Regions from separate parts of the Sus scrofa genome. Here region 1 is linked to region 2. Evidence: chromatin contacts called from public Hi-C data. All regions are on one chromosome and are shown on one strand. Each heading gives the region's core, a stretch centred on a gene start, on an enhancer-like site or on the middle of the called end of the contact. The rest is flanking DNA. Distances are from core to core; before and after follow the strand shown.

Region 1 (5,692 bases), core at 1,359-3,858, 55 kb after region 2:
ATAGCCAGATCTGGAGTGTTTTGAAGTCAGCAGGGTCACTGCACGGCACCCTCCCCCACCCCCACCCCTCCCTGGGGCTCCTCTCTTCACCCTCCCGTGCTCTCTGCCACAGCACCACCCCCCCAACCCAGAAAAGAACATCAGGCTGACAAGTCCCTGGAGAGAGGCAGCAGCAGCAGCGGGCAATCAGGAGGGTGTCTGGGGGTGATGGTGAACGGGGTGTGGGAGGGCAACTTCTGGGCCTACCAGCCTGTGTCCAAGGGTCATCTGGGCACTACTATGTCCACCTGCCTCCCTTTACAGGGACACCGGGGCACAGGCACTTCACAGAGGAGCTCGGCTGGTTGGGGAACTTTGGCTGCCCTGCTGGCTGACGCTACCCAGCCATAACAATTACCATCAATCAAGGAGCGCTTATTAAGTGCCTGTCTGAGCTGTGGTTCCTTCTCTGTGTCCCATCCCCTCAATCTGGATTTTTGGGGAGGTAGTATCTACGCTTGAGCCAGGTGAGAGTGTCACCTCCCTGCCCCCAATCCTGGGTGGGATGGAATAGGGGCAGGTCTTCAGCTGCTCCAAAGAAGGAATTAACTACCATGCAAGGCACACAAAGCTGGAGAAGGGAATAACAAAAGGAGCCTGGAATGGGGGTGAGTCTGCTCCCCCTCCCCAAACCTTCCCGCTCTTTGTCCACCCAGGATTAGGTTAACCCCTGGTATGCCGGACCAACCAGGCCCCAGGGAAGCTGTCCTTTTGCTGGGTTCCGGGTGTGGGCAATATGGAATTGCGGGGTTCCAGAAGCCCAAACCCTGGTGGTCAGACAAGTAAGTGTCAGAGCCTGAGCTTCTAATATCTCCTGCTGGCCTTCCAGGAGGTCCAGTGTGAAATAAAAACCTCTCACTCTCACCAGAACCTCCTGCTGGGGAGGGACTTGGTCACGCCTCTTTGAAAGGAGCAGGGACACCTGGGTGCCCTGGAACTTACCCCCACCCCACCCCCCACACACCCAGCAGGGCAGCACTCCCAAGGGTGCAGGGCTGGGGGCACTACGGTGCCGGCTTTCACAAACCGCTTGCCGAGCCATCAGCCACTCGCCACTGGGAGACGTTTGCAGCGCCCTGGCGGTGAGCGGGCGGCAGACCTGGTGCAAAAGTGAATGAGGCCAGGTTTCTGCCTTCCAGGAGTGCACCCCGGCCCCACAGCTCGGCAGCCAGGCGGGCCCCTCAGATAACAAACTGCCCTGCAAGTCTTGGGCATCGCAGGCATCTCCTCCCTGTGGCTGCCAGCGCCGCCAGATTCTACATTCTTGCCCCACGCAGACCTGGTCTCTCTGGACTCCGACCCCTTATTTTGCCACCTAAGGCCAGGGCCACGTGCTCCAGGCAAGCCCCCACCCTACCCCGCCCCCCTCCAAGGCCCCTGCTAGCTAAGGCGGGAGGTTGTCTCAGGTTTCTTCCACCAAGGCTGGAGGAATGCCCCCTCCTCGCCCCCAGTTCCTGCCGGGACCTGCGCTGGTGTCGTTAGCTACCGTGGGAGCTGGGCAGGTTCCCCGGGGACACAAAGGGTTAAATCCAGGCAAGGGGACTCGGTCGGATTTGCCTCCTAAACGCATTTTCCAGTTCATTCCCCAGCACAATACGCCCGGGGCCGGTCCCAGCCTCCGCCCCCACCCCACCCGTCAGCGAGGCCACCGCGGGCCACCCCTGGGGTCGGGCGTCGGGTTAACCCCTTGGCCGCCAGCATCTCGAGGAAGGACACGAGGGGCACCCTCGGGAAAGTGGGTCATGCAGCCACCTGGCTGGCACGAAGCCCGCAGCGCCTCTCCCGGGGAGAGCCCACCAAACTGGGATTGGAGTTCCGAGGCTAAGCCCAGCCCCGCGCAAGGCGGGGAGGCTGCGATCCCGCGCGGCCCGGGCCTCACCCTCCGGGGAAGGAACCGCAGGTGAGCGAGAAGCCGCCTCTGCCGCAGGAGCCGGCTCTCCGCGCCGGTGGTGGGGCGACGCGGTGCGGGAGGGGGCTCAAGCGCCCGGAACAGCCTGGCAAATGGGCGGACTGGAGAAACGAAGCCCCCCTGCCATCCTCCAAGCCCAGAGCCCACCAGCGCCGAGACTGACGCCCTCCCCCTGGGGCTGTTGTCTCGTACCCCGAGACGGTGATTACGGTGATTATTTTGCATTTATGTAACATGCAGTGTTTCCAAACTGCTTCCCGAGCTGAGAGCTGGTTATTAAATAAATAGAACGCTATTACATATTATTATTTTTGTGTGAAAAACTGCGCGGAGAAAGTGCTTTCTTGCTATACAGAGACGTGCATCCGACTGCTTCCCTGCAGGGCTGGCTGTTCGGTTCCTCGACCTCTCTTTCTCCGCCGTGCCACCCGCACCCCCCTTACCTAAGCCGTGACCCAACTTTTCTGGCTCCTTTCACTCCCTACAACCCTGACGTGCCCGCCATCCAGCTCCCAGCCCCTGGGAGGCAGTGGATGGGAGGAAGGGGGGGGGGGGTGGAAAGCAGAGGCGGAACGCGCTTACCTGGGAGGAAGAAGGCGGTCAAACCTAAAGCGAGTCCCCACCAGCGTCCAGCGGCGCCCGCAAGCCCCATCCGAGCCATCGGGGTCCGGGGGTCCGGAGAGAGGAGCCGCGAGGAGAGCGCTCCTCGCTCTCCAGAAAGCAGCCCGGAAGACGAAGGCGATCCCTGCCGGCCGGCGGGTTCTCGGAGGATCCAGGTCAGCCTCAGCCGTCGGCCGGGGCGGGGTGGGCTGGGTGGGATCCGCGCGGCCGCAATCCGGGCCCCGGGCCGCCGCCGGCTCAGAGGCTCGGCAGATGCCCGCCGCAAGTTGCACGAGTCATGCCCCCTTCTCCTCCTCTGCTCTCCTCCCCGCGCCGGTCCCCGCCCTCTTCTTCCACGCAAAGCCGGCCTGGGGAGAGGGACCCACCCCCGGCGCGCCCGGCTGCCCCGCTGCGCGGCGCGGGCTCCCGGCCCCCGGCGCTCTCACACTCTCCCGCTCGGCTCCAACTTGCAGGCATCCATGGCCGGCCGTCCTCCGAGGGCGGCGGGACAAGCGAGGGCGGCGGGTCGAGTGGCGCGGTGAGCTCGGGGCCCAGGCGGAGGGGGCGATCTGGCGGTGCGGCTCCGCGGGAGAAGAGCAAGCCGGGGGTGCCGCGTCCCTGCCGCGCTGCTGCGGCTCGCTGTGCCGGATCCCGGCGATCCGCAACAATGTGGAGCTGCTCGGGCGCCGAGTAGAGCCTCGCTTGCTCCTCTCCCTCTCTTTCTCTCACTCGCCGAGCTCCAGCCTCTCAGCCGCTCTCCCCGTGATGTCAGCCCGAGCGGGAGGGGTTGGCGTTAACCCCCTCCTGGCTCCCACGCGCGGCCCGCGCTTGGCCCCGGCCTCCGCCTCACCGCGCACACCTTCCGGCCCGAGACGGAGGCGGGTCCCCAGCGAGGGCCGTGGGGTCGCGTTCAGGCCCAATGGCTCGGGAGATGCCCCTTCGGTCGCCTTTCCGCGGGGAAGAGGGCCGGAGGGCCAGCCGCCCTCCTCTGTCGCTGACAAAGGGAGGCAGTGACCCCTAGCGGCCAGCGTCGGGGGAGAAGCTGTTGGGTGGGGGTGGAGTTAGGGCCGGGTGGAGGCGGGGCGGGGAGGGGGCACTGTGGAGGAGGGGGCGTGCAGTATGGAGAATCCAGGACCCAGCAATGTCCGAGCCCAAAGGGCTTCTACAAGCCCTCTCCTCCGACCCTCGCCCCATTTTACAGATGAGGAAACAAAGGCGCAAAGACTGGTAAGGCGACTCGCCCAGGGGCTCGAGCAGAACGTGGCACGGTTTGGACTAGAAACGAGTAGCCTGAGCTCCCTCTCCTCTGCATCACGGAACGCTAAATGAAGAGGCAGCTATGCGAGGACTCTCCGGAAGCTGCCAGAAATGTCGGTGATGGGCATTAGTGGGTGAGATCGGGTCACTGAGGTTTCTGGTCTTTTCTAATTCACGCTCCCTTTGGGAGTTCCTTTTCCAAAACCGAAGCCCCGCCTCTCCCTAAATAGTGCAAGAAATTGAGCTCTGTCCCCTTTGCAGAACTTCTGTTTTGAGGGATTTGCAGGATTCCCGAGAAAGTGACCCATCCAGTCCGCGTGGGTAGCAAGGCAGGGACTCTCCACATCCGGGTGTGCTTGGCTTCCTGCCAAGGCGCCTGGGCCCTCTGGGCTCTTGGCAGCCCAAGCCTGCCCTCTGTTCCTTTCCTGTGGACCCTATCCTCTCCCCCAGGAGGAGGCAGACAGACAGACAGACAGACAGAGTTCCCACTATGGAGGAGAAAAATGTTCTCCCCAGACTCCTGACCAGACAATGCTCCCTTTGCCCATTGCTGCCCTTTGCCCAGCAGGCAGGAACGGAAGGGAAGTGGTGCGTTCCTGATAAAATGTAAACGCTAGTTCCTGGGAGTAGGAACAGCAGGAGGATGGGCAAAGAAGGCACCCCTTGCCCACTCTTTGGGATCTGTTCGTGGAGTGTCTCTTGGTTTCCTGCTGAGGTCCGCAGACTAATTCAGTGCTCACTGAACACTCGCATTCATGTGCGCATCTTTTACGTTTAACAAATGCTTTTTTTGTACCAAAGACCATACCAAGCTTGGGGATACAGAGATGTCATCATTGCCCTAAGGGCACTCAGTCTGGTTGGGGGGGGGGCGTGTGTGGAGACAGACAGAAGCAGATGTTATAAACAGGCATTTAATGTGCGTGGTGTGTTCCAGAGATGCACACACAGCATTTGATGGGTCTCAGAGCAAATGCCCCGTTCAGCCTGGGGTGGGGTGAGGATCAGGGGAGGCTTCTAGGGGGAAGGGACACAGGGGCTGCGGGAGTCATTTATCAGACATGTGCTGGAGGGCAGAGGCATTGAGGAGGCTGGATTCAAGGTAGCTGTAGCCTGAGCCTAAGACTTGGGGAAAGGTGAGCCCTACAGTGAATGAAATGCCATGAGCCACCAGGAAGGTTTTATGCTGGAATGCCTTATCAGTGTGGCTTGTGGTCGTCCAGTCTGCCCCTAAAGACTTTAAGGATCAGAGCTGGATTGAGTTCACGGCAGTGGTCTCAGACGCTGCCTTTGAATACTTGATTCATTTCCCACTGGGCTGTTGTCTCCTCCAGTGCAGGCACGTTGTAGGAGCTGAATGGATGGGTGAGGGGGAGCAGTTCCCCCAAGGCCCACTGGTTCCCTGCTTCTGTTCTCCTACCTCTCCATCCTTGAGTAAGGCGTTTTTGACCTTCTGCTCTTCAATAGGCTTCCAAAGAGACTGTGTCTGGCGGTTGATATGGGGGCTGCCTCGGGATGGGTTGGGTGGAGAAGATGGAAGTGGGTAAATGAGAGCGTATGCTTGTTCCCTCATCTTTAAACAAGTCCCTGAAACATGCAAAGCACCACCATGAGTGCCAGGTGTGTGTGTGTGTGTGTGTGTGTGTGTGTGTGTGTGTGAGTGTGTTGTGGGTTGTAGTGGGCAGGAAACGGAGCCAGGAATGGGCAAATAGAACTAAGATAGAGCTTGCTTACTCAGATAGATGAGTCATTGAACAAACATATTTTTGAGCACCTACTATGCTATGTATCGAGCTAGAACCAAGACCCTACTCAAATAATTCTAAGATGGAAGTTGTTAGCTACCAAAGAGAGCCCTCAACTGCCTGCATCTAGCAGAGAGAGTGA
Region 2 (5,391 bases), core at 1,235-3,734:
CTCGGCCCCAGAGGTGGGCAAGTTTGCCCACAGCACAGCCACGGGCCCCCTCCTGCACCCTCAGCACCCAGACATCATTTGCCTGCTTGCTGGTGCATGTTTACACACGCAGAGGCACACGCCCACACTCATGCCTGGGCACGCACACACGCAGGCTCACACCACCCCCCTTCCTTCCAGATGGAGCCTGAAGCCCCACCAACCCTTGGTCTGAAGGACTCCCGCCCTCCTGCGCAGAGCCTATTGCCTTTGCCCCGCACGGCTGAGCTGGCGCTGCACTGGAAGTGGAAATTGGCACAGACTCCCTGCACTCCAGTGGCCTTCCCCGCCCTGCTCCGGGGAGTGCCCTGGACACTCTTCTCCAGGCACCCCCAGTCCCAGGGACAGCCACTGCCTCCTTTGGCCACTTTAGTCTGGTCAAGGCCATCCCTTGCATCCCTCCCCACCCTCAGCATGGCCCCCAGGGGCCGAAGGGAGGGGACCTTATGAGTTTGTTTTGTGACTATTGGGCCAACCCCATGACATTGCTCCTGGGAAATGGGCTTCTCAGAGGGCCCCAGGCCCCTGGAAGTGTACCTGCAAATTATGGTGAATTTGTTTTCTCTGATTTCTCAGCCGCATGGCTGCAGCCTGGACTTGTTTGTTTCTCTCTAGGAAAACCCTCATTGTACACATGGCCCCTAACTGGTCCCCAGTGCCATCCACGCATCCTCCCAGGCACTCAGTGTGAACCAAGCGAAGCTGCTTCTCTGCTGAGAACCCTTCAGAGGCTCCCTGTGGTCAGGAGAGAGGAAGCCCCACTCTCTCTGTTCCTACCCACTCAGCTCCAAGCCATTCTTTCCCACACACATCCCCTGCCCGGGAACCCCTGCCCTCTACGGCTGCCCACCCATGCACGCTGGTGGGAACAGCTCAAAGGTCATCTTCCCCCGGATCTGAGACCCGGAGAAACCTACGCCCAAGTGTGTCTGTGCAGGTGGTGCAGCTGCCCTGCGTAAGCGTGACTGCATACTCGTGTCTCTGGTGCACACCCCGCTGCATGCCTCCCCGCCCGTCTCTTCATTTCCCTCTCCAGATGTGCCCAGGGCAAAGCTATTACCCGAACGGATGGCCAGAATGAAAAATTAAATTTCCACTTATCCATCTCCTTCATGCATTCCCTCCAGACCAGCAGGGCTTGGAGCACAGGTATGGCTGTGTCCCCGGAGACTAGCCCGTGTGGGATGAAGGCTGCTGGGGTTGGTGGCTGCATGGAAATCACCCATAAGTACAGGAACAAATAGCTCTGAAAAGGCTCAGGCTGCTTGGCTGAGCCTTCCTGAGGGGGCTGGAGACCTTCCCTTGGGACAGCCAGCTAAGTTGCTCCTGGGCCCTATCAGTGATTCAGTCAGCATCACACGTCCCTGGCTTCTGCCTAACTGAGCTGTCAGCCACAGAGTCCCCTTATGCAGGCCCCTTCTCATCGCCCATGTGTGTACCTTTTGGTGACATCCCTGTCCCACTCTGTACTTTGAGGAGCAGGGGAGGATACGCTGTGTGCCTCTTCCAGCTGGAGCCCTGGGCAGCCCCAGCCCACCTGCCCGCAAGGCCACCTAAGCCTGAACACAGATCCCATGAAGGGCAGCCCTGGAGCAGTCACAGCCAAGGAGACGGCTCACCTCCACAGTTTCCCTGCCTGGGCCTGGGAAGCTGCCGCCTTTCCTCCCTCCCTGCTCCTAGACCTGGTGTGATGCCCTGATGACTTCCTGGACTCACGGTCATCCTGCGTCCTCCTGAATTTTGGGTGAAGGGAGGCCCTGACTTTCCTGTGCCAGCCCTGCCTCTGGGGTTGGGCAGCACCACTTGGTCCCATCAGCCTAGCAGGGCCTTGGCCGGTCTGCTCATGCTGGGGAGTAGGATCGATGGGAGGTCACTGCTCCCGAGTTTCTTGGCCTCAGCCCCTGATTTCCTAATCAGGAGTTTCCCCAGAGAGCCGGAGTGGTGGAGGGGGTGCAGAGGTGACACTGGTGGCCCACGGCTGGGTAAGGTGTCCTTACACAAGGAACCCATGCTGTGTGCCAGGCAGTGGATGATGCATTTGGCCTGATCCTAAGAGACCTGAGATAAGTATGATGGTGACAGTCCATATGACAGATCAAGAAGCAGAGGCTCAGAGAGGGGAAGGCCACTCAGCCAGGAAGAGCCAGCATGCGAACACGCTCAGGCCAGGGCTGTGCTATGCCTCACAGGACCTGCTGTCCTGAAGGGAGTCAGGTTCCCTTAGGACTATTCTTTACCCTTTGTGGCCTCGCTGCCCTGGGACCAGAGCTCAGGCACCTGGGAGGCTCTTACTGAGCTTTGCTCAAACTTCTTCCAGGGGCCAAGAAGGGTGTGACTCTGGCCTTCCCATCCTTGCCAACCTACTGGCACCCCCAAGCCCTAGCCTGGGGGAAGCGCCGTCTTGGCTTTCCCCAGGCTCTGCCTCTGACACTTCCTGTCCAGCTCAGCAGCAGCATGACATCACTTCCGGGCCTGGGAGGTTCTTTCTACCACTTTCTCACCCTGCAACCAGCTCAGGTACAGGGTTAAAGATACCCTGGGTGTGAAGCTGTGATGGTAATTTACCCCTCGACTGGCTTGTTTTGATCTTTCCATTAAGAATGGTAATGACGGAGTTAAGATAAATAATCAGAGAACAGAGGGCACTGACTGACGGACTGGTCTGTGCTAGGTGCTTGACCTACATAATGTAAATTCTGACAATAAGCCCTCAAGGCACATCATATTATCCCCATTTTACAGATGAGGGCTTGTCCTGCTGTTTGACCTGGACGCCCACGCTCCTTTTATATCCCACATGTCGTCTCCCCTAGGGCATCCCAGCTCCTGTGCTCCCTTTGCCCTGAGAGGGCAGGTGGCTGAATCGCCCTCCCACCTGCACTGACAGAGGAAAATGCAGGGAAAACAGCATTCCAGGCACAGAGCACACAAACCACCATGGCTTTGGGTTCCATCCTGGCTTTCCCTCCATATTCCTGCTTGAGGCAAGCTTCGCCTCCAGCCCACAGGGCTTTCCTGAACTGCAGGAGCAGAGCTGGGAGAAGACAAACTTCTCTTGCAAGCCCACCCCACCAAGCCAGCAAGCCAGCATCACACGGTGTGTTCTGGGTGTGCTCTGTGGGCAGACCCACGGGCAGCTCTAACCACACCCCGCCCCCAACAGCACTGTTGCAAACAGCACTTACTTCCGCCCTCCCGGAGCCTCCCTCCTGCCCCTCTCCGACCAGAGTCACCCTGTCTCATGCACAACCTTCACAGAGGAAAAAGCAAAGCAAAGCAAGACCAATGGCCAGAGCTCAAAGGAGAACCAGAGAAACAGGAAAAGGAGATGCAAACTTCCTCCAATGACACAACCCAAAGGTGGGGGATGCTGGCAGCGGAAGAAGAGGTGGCGGGAGAGGCAGGGAAGGACACAGCGTCCTACCTGTGATATTGACCTCCACCTGGCCCGAGCGGGTACCGATGGGGTTGGTGGCCTCACAGATGTAGGTTCCTGCCATGCTGTAGTTGATAGGTCCCCTGAAGAAGAGCGTTCTATTCTGGGCCTCCACACCCTTGGGAAGGGAGCCATTCAGCCTGTAGAGATGGGGAGACAAGGTAGAGGGTTATGACCCTCCAGCCCCAAGAAGCTGCCCCTGTGTCACCCACCTGACTCCAAGACCCCCTGCCCTTTGGCTGAGTCAATAGGCGGAGTCTGTCTTGGAAGGATTAAAAACAATAAAAACAACAATTATTGCTTGCATGTGGTGGTTTTATATTATTCAGTGTTGCACATTTGATGATTATAGCACTGAAACATAGACAGGACAGGTGGTACTGGTCCCACTTAACAGAGGAGAAATGAGGTTCAAGGCCAAGGAAACACAGCCAGTAAGTGTCACCTGGAGCTCTAGCCAGATCTTTGGGCTCTTGGCAGTATTCTTTTCACTACTCATGGTTCCTGGTAGTTGATCCTTGACTTCCTGGGTAGCTGGTTAATAATCAGGGGTCCTAACCCCAAATCTGTTGAAGCTGCACCACTGGAGTCACGGCCTAGAATTTTTCCCCCTCCCGCACCCACAGCATATGGAAGTTCCTGGGTCAGGGATCAAATCTGAGCCTCAGTAGCGACCTACATCATAGCTATGGCAATGCCCAATCCTTAACCCACTGTGCCCCGGCAGGAACTCCATGGCCCAGAATTTTAACAAGATAATAAGATGTGATCCACATTGAGGTATTGGGTTCCACTTCATTATCTTGCTTTCTTTCTGGTTCAAGTCAGAGGCTTTTTTTCATGTGGGGGAGTATTCTAGAAGTTTCCTGAACACGGGGGACCTTCTTCCTTCTTCCTGATCCTTGATGCCAATTATTCTGTTGGACCCAGCAGCCTCTTGGGTCCTGCCCACTCGCACCTTTGAAGCGCTCCTGGTTCCAGGAAGTGGGTGGTAACCAAGGGCTGAGCTGTGCCATGTCCTCTACTTCCTGGAAGCCATCTTCTGACCACCCATATTCACCCACTTCTTGGCTTCCCCACATCTCTGTCTTTCTGTGTGTTCTATCCAGCTCTTCTATGGGAAGACCCTTGGCTCAGGCCATCAGAGCTGGCTGGAGGGGGAAGCTGGATCCTTTGAGGTCCAGGCACAAAGACCATGAGGCCATGAATGGGATGATGGGCTTTGGGGCAGGTGCTCCACGAACACAGGCATGCTGGGCTGACTGCCGCCTTCTCCCTGAGAATCTGGGGGTGCTGGAGAGAAGGAATAGGAACAAAGAAAGATCTGGGGTGCTCCAGAAAGCCAGCTTCCCTGGGGACACCTTGATAAAAATAAATACTGGGGGCTGGGGTGGGAGTGATTCAGACTGAATCACCAAAGGAGAATGACAAAATTCTTTATTAGGGAGAAGAAGGGAGGCAGATCATGAGGGAAGCCCCCCAGCAGAATGGCCTGTCCCACTGACGCCGATGTCAAACACGGGGGCGACCCCTCCCCTTCTCACAGAGAAACCTGAGGCTAGACCCTTGTTTCCTCCCTGTGTAAGGCTCCTGGAGGTGGGGTGGGTGCCCCCTCCCTGCCAAGGACCAGCAAGTTTCCTTGCAAGGCGGCCAGAGTGGCCAGCCAGCCCGAGGCACTTACGTGGTCCAGTGGTACTCGGTGGCTGGGGGGTTGGCATCAGCTTTGCACGTCAGCTTCACATCCATTCGCTGCAGGTACCAGTTCCCATCAAACCCCTCGATGGTCACCTCAGGCTCATCTGTGGGGCAAAGGATGATGTTTGAAAAGGGTGAGGTCAGGAGAGCGGGACTTGGGTGAGGGAGTCTCAGACAAGGACAGTGACATGGCAGCAGCCAGAAGAGGGGGAAGAGTGACA

What was found. Hi-C and Micro-C count contacts between places; a contact is called where the count stands out from the background.
Region 1: a Hi-C map of liver shows a contact between it and region 2, with 4 times the contacts expected there. The contact joins the promoter of NECTIN1 here to the enhancer-like site in region 2. A contact is called at or near these places in 1 of 5 promoter capture datasets (liver), 12 of 47 Hi-C or Micro-C datasets (blood, embryonic fibroblasts, epiblast stem cells and 3 more) and 1 of 2 datasets of contacts at active chromatin or transcription factors (skeletal muscle).

Annotation. Positions count from the first base shown.
Region 1 is chr9:46,888,017-46,893,708 of Sscrofa11.1, forward strand. NECTIN1 (poliovirus receptor-related 1 (herpesvirus entry mediator C)) reads right to left here and starts at 2,609. Exons shown (of 6, transcript NM_001001262.1): 1 at 2,531-2,609. The coding sequence starts at 2,609.
Region 2 is chr9:46,833,262-46,838,652 of Sscrofa11.1, forward strand. NECTIN1 (poliovirus receptor-related 1 (herpesvirus entry mediator C)) reads right to left here. Exons shown (of 6, transcript NM_001001262.1): 4 at 5,157-5,274; 5 at 3,464-3,615. Among named protein-coding and RNA genes, the nearest start is that of NECTIN1, 55 kb to the right of the region's middle. Within about 2 kb of position 2,485, at least 3 of the 83 cell types and tissues checked have an H3K27ac peak or open chromatin away from gene starts, as enhancers often do. A contact at or near this core is called in fetal liver and liver, where this site is marked.